2 separate regions of the Mus musculus genome follow, and region 2 is linked to region 1. A link is a contact called in public promoter capture Hi-C data. All regions are on one chromosome and are shown on one strand. Each heading gives the region's core, a stretch centred on a gene start, on an enhancer-like site or on the middle of the called end of the contact. The rest is flanking DNA. Distances are from core to core; before and after follow the strand shown. Region 1 holds the start of Zfp819 (zinc finger protein 819). Region 2 holds the start of Siglecf (sialic acid binding Ig-like lectin F).

Region 1 (5,193 bases), core at 1,377-3,876:
CTCAGGAATCTACGAAGACACCAGAAAGTCCTGGAAAGTCAATGACTGTGGGACACTCAGCGGACATTTGTACATGAAGTTTTGAGGGCCCCTACCTGACAGGTATTATAGACATACTGATAAGTAGTAGACATGGTTAAGAAAAAGCCCAACTCTTTCTTTTTTGTTTGTTTGTTTGCTTGTTTTCTGTGTAGCCCTGGCTGTCCTGGAACTCACTCTGTAGACCAGGCTGGCCTTGAACTCAAAGATCCGCCTGCCTCTGCCTCCCAAGTGCTGGGACTAAAGGCGTGCGCCACCACTGCCCGGCTCAATTCTTACTTTTACAAAGATCCAGGAAACAAACAAAAGACCATGATTTTGAACTAATGGTTAGGAAGAATTCAGAGGAGATTCCCTCACCTTTTAACTGTAAGAAGAGAAGATAGTAAGCAACAAAGGAAGATACATGTTGCTTAGCATTTGCCTGGCAGTAAAGAAAATATACATAAAAGAATACTCTTTCTGAGCTGGGCCTTTAGTCCCAGCACTTGGTAGACAGAGGCACGCCTGGTCTACAGAGTGAGTTCCAGGACAGCCAGGGCTACACGGAGAAACCCTGCCTCGAAAAACCAAAAAAAACCTCTTTCTGTTTAATGATGTTCTAATCTACTACGAGCATCTCATTTATAGTTTAAGCTGCTGTTTTCTATGGAGAGTTAACAACAGCTGCTCCTTCCTTTGTCCTGTCCAACGTGTGTGTGTGTGTGTGTGTGTGTGTGTGTGTGTGTGTGTGTGTGTGTGTGTTTGTAAAAATGTCCCATTTTAGCAGATGCTGAGTCTATGTTTGCTATTTTACAAGTCTGAATAAAGGTGATTCCAGCACTCACACCAGTGGCTCACAACCACCTGCAATTAAGCTCCAGGAAGACCTGAAGCGTTGAGCCACAACATGCACCCACATTCGCCAAACAGGCACATACATCACATGAGGAAGAGTTGAAAACAAAAACTAACAGCATGTGTTCTCGAAAGGCACCCAGGGAAAGCCAGTACATTAAGGTTCGGTTACTTAGAGCCACACTATACATCCCTAAAGACGACTTGAATCAGCTTAGCACCAGCTACAGACAGATAAAATAGACCACTGCTAGTGTCTGCTGCCCATCTCCCATTCCACCGCACACACCCAAAAACAACCCCTTAAATATTCAGAGTAGAAGATGACTAACAGCCAAGTTCGCCCAACAGCAATCTGCATACTTGACAAAGGTCATACATCTACCAGCTTTAAAATAAACAGGGAAATAAAATGTAGAGGTGAAACCACAGGGGGTTTTGCTGAGAAAACAGAAGAAGGAACTCGGAAGGATAGGATCCCATATAACTGTGTCCCCTGACTACTCGGCCAATTAAGCAAAAGACAAAAAACAAACAAACAAACAAACAAAAACAAACACAACAACAACAAAAACCTTTAAATTTCTGGGAACTCCCAAGCTACACCACACATTCAGGAAGCAGAAGCAGGAGGATGGCTGCCAAGTTTGAGACCAGCTTGGGCTACTTAAGTAAACCTCTTTAGTCTAGACTTCTGCTTGAGAAAGTTCAAACTAGCCACAGAAGAAGAAGTAACCCCAGTCAGTCATGGAGATTCAAGAGATCAAGAATTGCCTGTCAAGAAGTTTACATAACAAAGCTGTCTGGCAGGGTGTGGCGTCTCCTCCCGATTACCATAGGAGGTAGTACGGGCTGGATCCTAGAAAGAGGAGGCTAGGGTGCTAGGTACTGCCCAAGGAGGCTAATTTGAACTGCCCCCTCCTCTCTGCTTTTCACCATGACTAGCTTAGTCTTTTCAATAGGAGTACTAGACCATGGCCAACCTGTCGGGGCTGCAGAAGACCAATCACTTTCCCTAAAACTTATTTACAGCACCACCCTGCTCAACTGCCCATCACACATCCTTGCCATGTTCATAGGGGTCCCATGGCCATCACGGACTCACCCACATACCTTCAAGGACTCCAATATTCATTCTGGTAATTAGAAAGCTCCAAATGTTTTTTCTTTCTCAGCACCAGCTCCCCTTTGGGAAATATTAGGGAAATGGCCCAAAGATCGGGTCCCCAGCACCTGAACAAAGGCTCCTCTCCCAGTTCTGCGGGCTCGAGCCCACAGCTACGAGCTGTGAAGATCGTTCCATCCCTTCTATCAATTCTGACACTGCTTAGGCTTGGACAGACCAAGGATGCTGAAGCCCCAGTGTAAGTCAAAACCACGAATACACTCATTTTCCATCTTTACTCACTTTTTCGCCTCTCACATGCCAGTGTCTGATCCGGACTCCAGCCAGTCATGGTCTAAAGCAAACACTCCCAGTTATGCAAGCAGCACGGTCGCCCTCACAGACTCACCAGTCCCAGGTTCACAGTAGCCGGCTCCAACGCCACCCTCGACCCTGCTCTCCCGACCCCCACAGGACGCCCACCCCAGCTACGCACCGGCACCCCCCTACAGCTGCCTCAGTCATCACTCAACACAAACCAGCGCTCAGCAGCCAGCATCCTTCCTGCGCAGCCACTTCAGAGAGCTCTGCACGCGGCACGCCGGGTGGACGCTGAGGATTCCCCAGTGTTCAGAATCCAAACTCCCGCGGCGTCCTGGTAACGATAACAACTAACCACGTGACGATCTAAGCGGAAATGGACGCTCTAGGACACACCTACTTAAAATGAACTTCACCTCAGCCACTTTTCTGGCGGAAATCGGTATTGCCCATATACCCTATCGCTTGCAAGCACTAAAGTTGTGTTGCGCATGCCTACCATCACGTGCGAAGATACTCTTTGCCAATAATTATAACGGTGTACACTCTGCCACTACCACCACCCACGCGCCACTCCCATATTGTTATGGCTATGTCCATATTTCAATTATGCGAAAGTCATCATCAGAGTACTTCATTTCCGTACATCCATGGATCATGTGGAATGTCACAGACTAAAAGTCTGAGGCTCCTTAGTCACGAATTTAAGAGACATTTATATTGCATATTCCTAAAAAAATTTCTCCATGTTTTCACACGGACTTAAGACTTTTCTTCTAGTTTTCTAAAACTTGAAAACTAGGAAGAGTTATTGGGAAATGGGAAGTGAAGCCATATGGAACATTAAAGATCTGAAATGAGCCTTCTTGCGAACCAAAAATGAATGTTAGCCCCACCTACCCAGGGACCGGTAACTTCTTGGAATATTGGGAATTGTAGTTCTTTTTGTTGTTGTTTTGGTTTTTTTTTTTTTTTTTTCCCAAGACAGGGTTTCTCTGTGTATCCCTGGCTGTCCTGAAACTCTCTCTGTAGACTAGGCTGGCCTCGAACTCAGAAATCCGCCTGTTCTGGGATTAAAGACCTGCGCCATCACACTGGACTTGGGAATTGTAGTTCTTGGAAAATATCAACCTTCTCATGGCAAAGTACATGGCCTATAGGTTTGTTCTTATAAACGCCTGCAACACGTGGCTGGAGACTGGGAAATTTCAGGGAATGTTTCTGACCTAAGTCCATTTTTGTGTCAGTATTTAATATTTAATGAAGCTTGCTTTAAATTTGGCCCAAAAGCTGGAATTGGTTTTTCTCTGACGAATCTCAGGATTAACACATCCTTGGAACATGTCATGCTTCCCTGAGGAAAAGTATCTATTCTCACTTACAGGTAGAATTTAAAAACGAAATAAAACAGAAATAAACAAACAACAATAACAGCAGCTACAACGGCCAGTGCATAATAGAAACAGTGTTGAACTGGCTGGCGAGGAGGAAAACAAGGATAGGGAGAGGCCAAGCAGCAGCATGTGGGGACGACATGCAGGGACAATTTACAGAGTGAATGACTTGGCCTGATTCAAGGGTCTGAAAGAGATCAGAAAGCCCTGCAAAGTCAAGGATCATATTACCACTCACCCAACATTTGCCCACTATGAGCTGAAAGCCCTATGTGAAGGTCACCATATAGACACTGCCAAACAGACAAAGCCCAGGAACGTCCAACTCTTCCTCCCACTTGTAAACTCTGGCAACAGAAAAGTATTAAGTAAGGTCCCGTTAGTAAAATGAGGATGCAGGTGTGGGTCACTGGCATTGGGAACTGATGGAGAATGGGGCTCATCAAGTCCTCAGCCCCTACCTGGCAGGTCATAAGTATGACTAAGAATCAGCTAGCTATCGCCCGATTTTCCAAACACTCTTTTCAGCTGTATGCCAGAGGCATTACTATATCTGCTGTTTTATGAGTTGTGGCAAATGAGGCTTTGTTCCCATAGTTTGGCTCAGGGCTACCAAGTGGAAAAGCAGGGAGGGGGTAAGGTCAATCTACTGCTGCCTAATGAAAAACGACAACCACCCCTTCTGTTTAATGTGCCTTCCATCTCGTGAGCCTCCAGAAATATTTTCATTTCCTAGTGTCTTCTGTAGAGTGAGGGGGCTATGGCTAGTTCAGGCTGCTTACACTTTTAGACCCAGTGCACCTTACCTCTTCTGACGCATCACTTCCTTTTCCTCCTGGATTAGAAGAGCTACAGACAAGCACGGGCACCAGGACCTTTATTCTGTGAGCCTACCCTTCCTTCTGTTGTTGTTTTGTCATAGTGACGTTCGTTCTACATCACAAACTGACCAAAACTCACTGTGTACCTCATCAAGGCCTTGAAGTCAGCTACTCTCCTGCAGAGGCATACCAAGTATGGGGATTAAGGAAATGTGTGACCCTAACTGGCTTTTTAATTCAAGAGTCCTTGTTTTGTCCTCCCTGAGTCCTGAGCACACCTTTGACTACAGGCTGCTGCAACCCACCTCCAGGCCCCTTCTCATCCATGGGAACAGTGTCAGCCATACCCTCTCATTCCCTCTTGGGATGACTCTTAGAAAACCTCCAGCCACTCAACCTGGCTGGCACTGGACCCGAAGGGCCCCAAACTTAATTGCTTTTGCAATCATATTTGCACTTAATATCCCTTAGATAGGCAACCCAAATGGCCACCTAACATCCTAGAAACCAATGTTATTTGGGACTTATAGAATTACTGTGAGTGATCAAGGAAATGGAAAGCGATTCCCACCCCCTACATTCCAGCTTCCTCTTATCTCTTCTCCAAGCCCTTTTTCTGTTCTTCCTGTTTCCCCACCTAGTTCCTCTAACTATGAAGTCAAAATCCCATCAGATT
Region 2 (4,839 bases), core at 779-3,278, 260 kb after region 1:
CTAAGGACAGGAAAGAGGAGCCGAATAAGGAAGTTAGCTGCTTTCCTTAGCCAAGCTGTTTTGAAACTGGGGAGGTCCTTGTCTCTTTTTGCACCCACTGGGTGTCTGGGGTTGAGATCAGTTGCTTTGCTTCCGTAATCTCCAGAGAGCTGGCTTCCTGTAACTTTGAGTTCAGTTTGGGGCCTGGCTTTTGAGGGGAGTTAATTTCTTTAGGAACCTCTTTTTAAAAAGTGTCTAGGGTTTAGCTCAGTGGTATAATTCCATCCTGTATAAATAAGTAAAAATTAAAGAATGAACTAAAAATGATAAAATTGCAAAGTGGTGTGTGAAGAAGATGTGTGTGTGTGTATGTGTGTGTGTGTGTGTGTGTGTGTGTGTGTGTGTGTGTGTGTATGTGTATGTGTGTGCATGTATATGGGTGTTTAAATGTGCATGCAAGGATATCTGTGTATGGTCAACCAAGACAGGAGTCATTAGATATCAAGAACTATTATTATTAAATTTTTATATCGGCAGAATTATATTTCACTACAATCCATATATTGGAACCCTGATAACTGATATAATGGGGAGACTGCAGTATATGAGTAAGGGGTGGGGGAATCCTGAGCTTCCTCCTGCCTGAGGTCCAGAATACCTGCTCATCTCCTGCAGAGGCAGTCCCTGTACCCATCCCAGGGAGGAGAAATTTGACTCTACCTGTGTCATCTCCCCAGGACACCCTGATGGTCATCTTCTGTGGAGCATCTGCATAGACACATATGGTTGTTTGCTTTCAGAGGAAAGATGGCTGCAGGTATTCCACCCCATTGGTCTTTTCTCCTCCCACAGTCTTAGCATTCAGGAACCATCACCCAGTTCTAACCCCTCCATCCCACACCCCTAATCTCCCCTCCCCAGAGACCCAGGTCTGGACACTCACAGATGACACTGAGCTGTTGAGTCCTCTCCACAGTAACACCAGTGCCAGGTAAGTTCACCTGGCAGGTGAGGTTGGTGCCATTGTCCTGAGGCCTGGGTGTGAGGTTCAGCTCTGAGGAGAGGGTGGTCCTGTGGCCCAGGGAAGTGAGGGCAGATGACATCCAGGAAAAGATGGGGGGTGTCCCCTGCTCACAGGCCCAGGGCACAGAACAGAGCAGTTTGGTAGAATTGCCAGACACCAGGGTAGATGTGACTTGGATGTTAGGGACCTCAGTCAGAGCTGGACAGAGAGAAATAGAGACACAAGATGTGCTGGGGATCACTATGTATGACCCTATTTCAAGCCAGGCTTCTCTCCCAACCAACCTCATTATGCGGTCTCCAGGGCACCCAAAGGCTTTTAGAACAAGGACCTCCACATATCCCCTCTTCACTTACCTATCACAAGCACAGAGAGCATTGACTTCTGAAAACTGTATTTCACAGAACCATCCAATCTGAAGAAGTACGTCCCTGTGTCGATTTTCTGTGCATCTCTGATGTCCAGGGAGCAATTATGACTATTTTCCTTCCCCATGAGATAGAATCGACCTTGAGCTTCCTTCAGTACTGATCGCTGTGGGTCATTTGTAGCCACTGGAGAGCCGCTGAATATATTGGCCCCCTCCCGGAACCAGTAGCCAAAGACAGGACCTTTGGAATTGGGGTACTGGACTTGGCAGGCTACAAAGACGCACAGGCCCTCCTGCACTGTCACTGAACCAGTCACTGAGAGCGAATAACCGTCCGTAGCCAGGCACCCTGCAAAGAAATGAGGGTTATCTTGGTCCTGTCCCACTAGCCCGGTCCCTGTTCCCACTCACCTGCCCACAGCAGGGGCAGCAGCCATGCCCACCGCATCACACAGTGAAAGGCTCTAGGTTCCTGTGGGTGGCCAGAGAAAGAAAACTTGATCAGTTTGAAGTGGATCCCTGGGGTGAGGGTCACAGGCTTCAATGTCACAGGACTGAGAAGTCGTCCTACTAACCTAGTCCAGGAATGAAGAGAGACAGAGTGACTGACCACAGAGAGGGAACTTTCCACCCACAGGTTATCAGCACTATCAAGGCCCTGGAAAGTAAACACTTCCACTTTTCATGTGTATCATCATGGGAGGCAAAGTCGATGAGGAAGACCCACCCTCCACTCCTGAACTGTAGCATTTGTTTCTCATTTGTTTGTATTAAGAAAGAGGTTAATGCACAGAGGGAACACAGACTGGACCTAGGTCCCCTACCCCATATGTAGCAGATCTGCAGCTTGATCTTCATGTGGGTTCCCCAACAACTGGAACCCTCCCTGAGTCTGTTGCCTGCGTGTGGATCCATTTTCATAACTGGGCCTCCTAGTCTGGCCTCAGTGGAAGAGGATGCACCCAGTCCTGCAGTGACTTGATGCACTGTGTGTGTGTGAGGTGCTGGGGGGCGGAGGATAGTGGTGGTAGGGGTGTGGTATGATACCCAGAGGTCTCTCCTTTCTCAGAGGAGAAGGGAGGATGGGGGAAGAGTCTGTGTGAGTGGGTACAGTGGGTACTGGGAGGAGAGCGGGGCTGATATTGGGATGTAAAATGAATGAATAAATAATTTTTTTAAAAAAGGAAAAGGTTGATGATCAGGGACATGGCTCAGCAGGTAAAGACATTGGCCAGCCACTCACATTGTGGAAAGAATGAACTAACTCTCAAAAGTTGCCCTTTGACCCCCTACTACTGCTTGGTGGCACACTCAAACCGTGGTGGGCAGAGAGAGAGGGGGGGGGGGAATTCAAAATTCAATAGTTGTTTAATGTATAAAGAAGAGGAGGAGACTGGAACTCTAATTGCCTAAATAACTTTTCTGTTGCTGTTATAGAATATCCAGATAAAAGCAACTTAAAAACAAAAATAGTTTCTGTTGGCTCAGAGTTGGAGGTTGCAATCCATTGTGATGGTGAAGGCATGGCTACAGGAGTGTACAGTGGTTGGCCATACTTCACCTTCAGTCAGGAAGCAGAGTGAGAAGTGACGGACTATTCTCAGGTCACTGTATAGTCTAGGATCCTAACCTATGAAACCAGAAGTGGGTGGGTTTCCTCACTTCAGTTAATCTAATCATGATAATCACCCAAGGCATGCTGAGGGCCCATGTCCCAGGCGAGTCTGGACCTCAAGTTTCCAATAGAGGTTAACCACCAGAGACACAGACTTACACAGGGCATCCACAGGAAGACATGGGGCGAAGACTCCCTGTCTTAGTCAGGGTTTCTATTCCCGCACAAACATCATGCCCAAGAAGCAAGTTGGGAAGGAAAGAGTTTATTTGGCATACACTTCCATACTGCTGTTCATCACCAAGGAAGTCAGGGCTGGAACTCAAGCAGGTCAGAAAGCAGGAGCTGATGAGTAGGCCATGGAGGGATGTTCCTTACTGGCTTGCTTCCCCTGGCTTGCTCAGCCTGCTCTCTTATAGAATCAAGACTACCAGCCCAGAAATGGCACCACCCACAAGGGGCCCTTCCCCCTTGACCACTAATTGAGGAAATGCCTTACAGTTGGATCTCATGGAGGCATTTCCTCAACTGAAGCTCCTTTCTCTGTGATAACTCCAGCTGCGTCAAGTTGACACAAAACTAGCCAGTACACTCCCTCTGCAGGCCAAAGAAAGAGGTGTCAGAGGACTCTCTGTTGTAAAGAGGTTGACCTAGAGCTTCCAGACTCAGTACTGAGGAAAAATAAACACGTTGAAGCTGCTGTGTGTGTGTGTGTGTGTGTGTGTGTGTTCGCGCACACACGTGTGTTTGTTTGTGTGCATGTGCATACATGTGTTTGCATGTGTGTGTGTATGTATGTATTGGGGTTCTCTAAAGGAACAGGACTGTTTGAATCTGATACTATGTGGGTAGTCTAAATAATGGTTGCCTCACATTAGAGACCAAGCTTGCTAGTTCACAGGCTGATGTCTCAGCAGCCTCAGTCTGGTGTTGAATGTCTGGTCTTCGGTCTCTGCTTGAAGCTTAAAGAAACTGGTTCGAAGGTCAGGGAAAGATGAAGCAGTAGCATGATGCTGTTGGGAGGGCTCCTGTTCCACGCAGGAGATGGGTGAGCCCATGACCTCACATCACTGCCTTGTACAGTGAGGGTCTCAGATAGGTTTTGAAGACTCTTCTCCTGGTAAAGGGTGTGTGTGACAGGGATGCAGATGCCCCTCTTCTATCTTGTCCCTTAATCTCAAATCCCAAAACAGCTGGCCTTTTCAACACATCCTTCAGCCTGTTTTATTCTGCCTCTTGCATTCTTTCTGAGGCATTCTTACTTAAAGAAAGGAGGAGGTGGTGAGTCAATGCCATCTTCTCTAGACCAGAAGTCTGCCAGTTACCCCACTATGTCCTGACTAGTAGCTGGAGAAATGTACCCAAGATCCCTCTAAAACAAACAGATCCCTGGTCCTTTCTCACCAAGCAAGGATGGACTGTGGGCATCAGTGGTTTCAAAATAACAACCGGCCGTTGTATTTATCATCTTAGCCACTGCCATGAAGGCTTTGAATGCTGGCACGATCATGATCCCATCATAACTTGATGCTACTTGAGAATTTGAAGCCATTTCTGCTCAATCTGATTTTTATTACTTTAATATATTTTTCAAATGGTTTCTGTTGTCTACAACCTATACTCAGATATTTGCTTTTAAGGAAAAAATATTTTTATTTAAGTCTGTATGTGGGTGGGCATGCGTTTATGTGTACCATACGTGTCTGGTACTTGTAGAGGCCAGTAAAGGACACCAGATTTCCCAGAACTGGAGTTATAGGCAGTTGTAAGTCACTTGGTCTTGGTACTGGGAACTGAACTCAGGACCTGTTCAAGAGTAGCAAGTGCTCTTAATCTCTGAACCATCTTTCT

What was found. Capture Hi-C pulls out chosen DNA fragments and counts their contacts.
Region 2: a promoter capture Hi-C map of adipose tissue shows a contact between it and region 1. The contact joins the promoter of Siglecf here to the promoter of Zfp819 in region 1. A contact is called at or near these places in 3 of 39 promoter capture datasets (the 3T3-L1 cell line, the C10 cell line and cranial neural crest), 1 of 115 datasets of contacts at active chromatin or transcription factors (embryonic stem cells) and 2 of 9 other capture datasets (adipose tissue and liver).

The regions. Positions count from the first base shown.
Region 1 is chr7:43,604,602-43,609,794 of GRCm38.p6, reverse strand. Zfp819 (zinc finger protein 819) reads right to left here and starts at 2,626. Exons shown (of 5, transcript NM_028913.3): 1 at 2,521-2,626; 2 at 1-9.
Region 2 is chr7:43,348,530-43,353,368 of GRCm38.p6, reverse strand. Siglecf (sialic acid binding Ig-like lectin F) reads right to left here and starts at 2,028. Exons shown (of 10, transcript NM_145581.2): 1 at 1,949-2,028; 2 at 1,785-1,845; 3 at 1,360-1,722; 4 at 923-1,201; 5 at 700-747. The coding sequence starts at 1,821.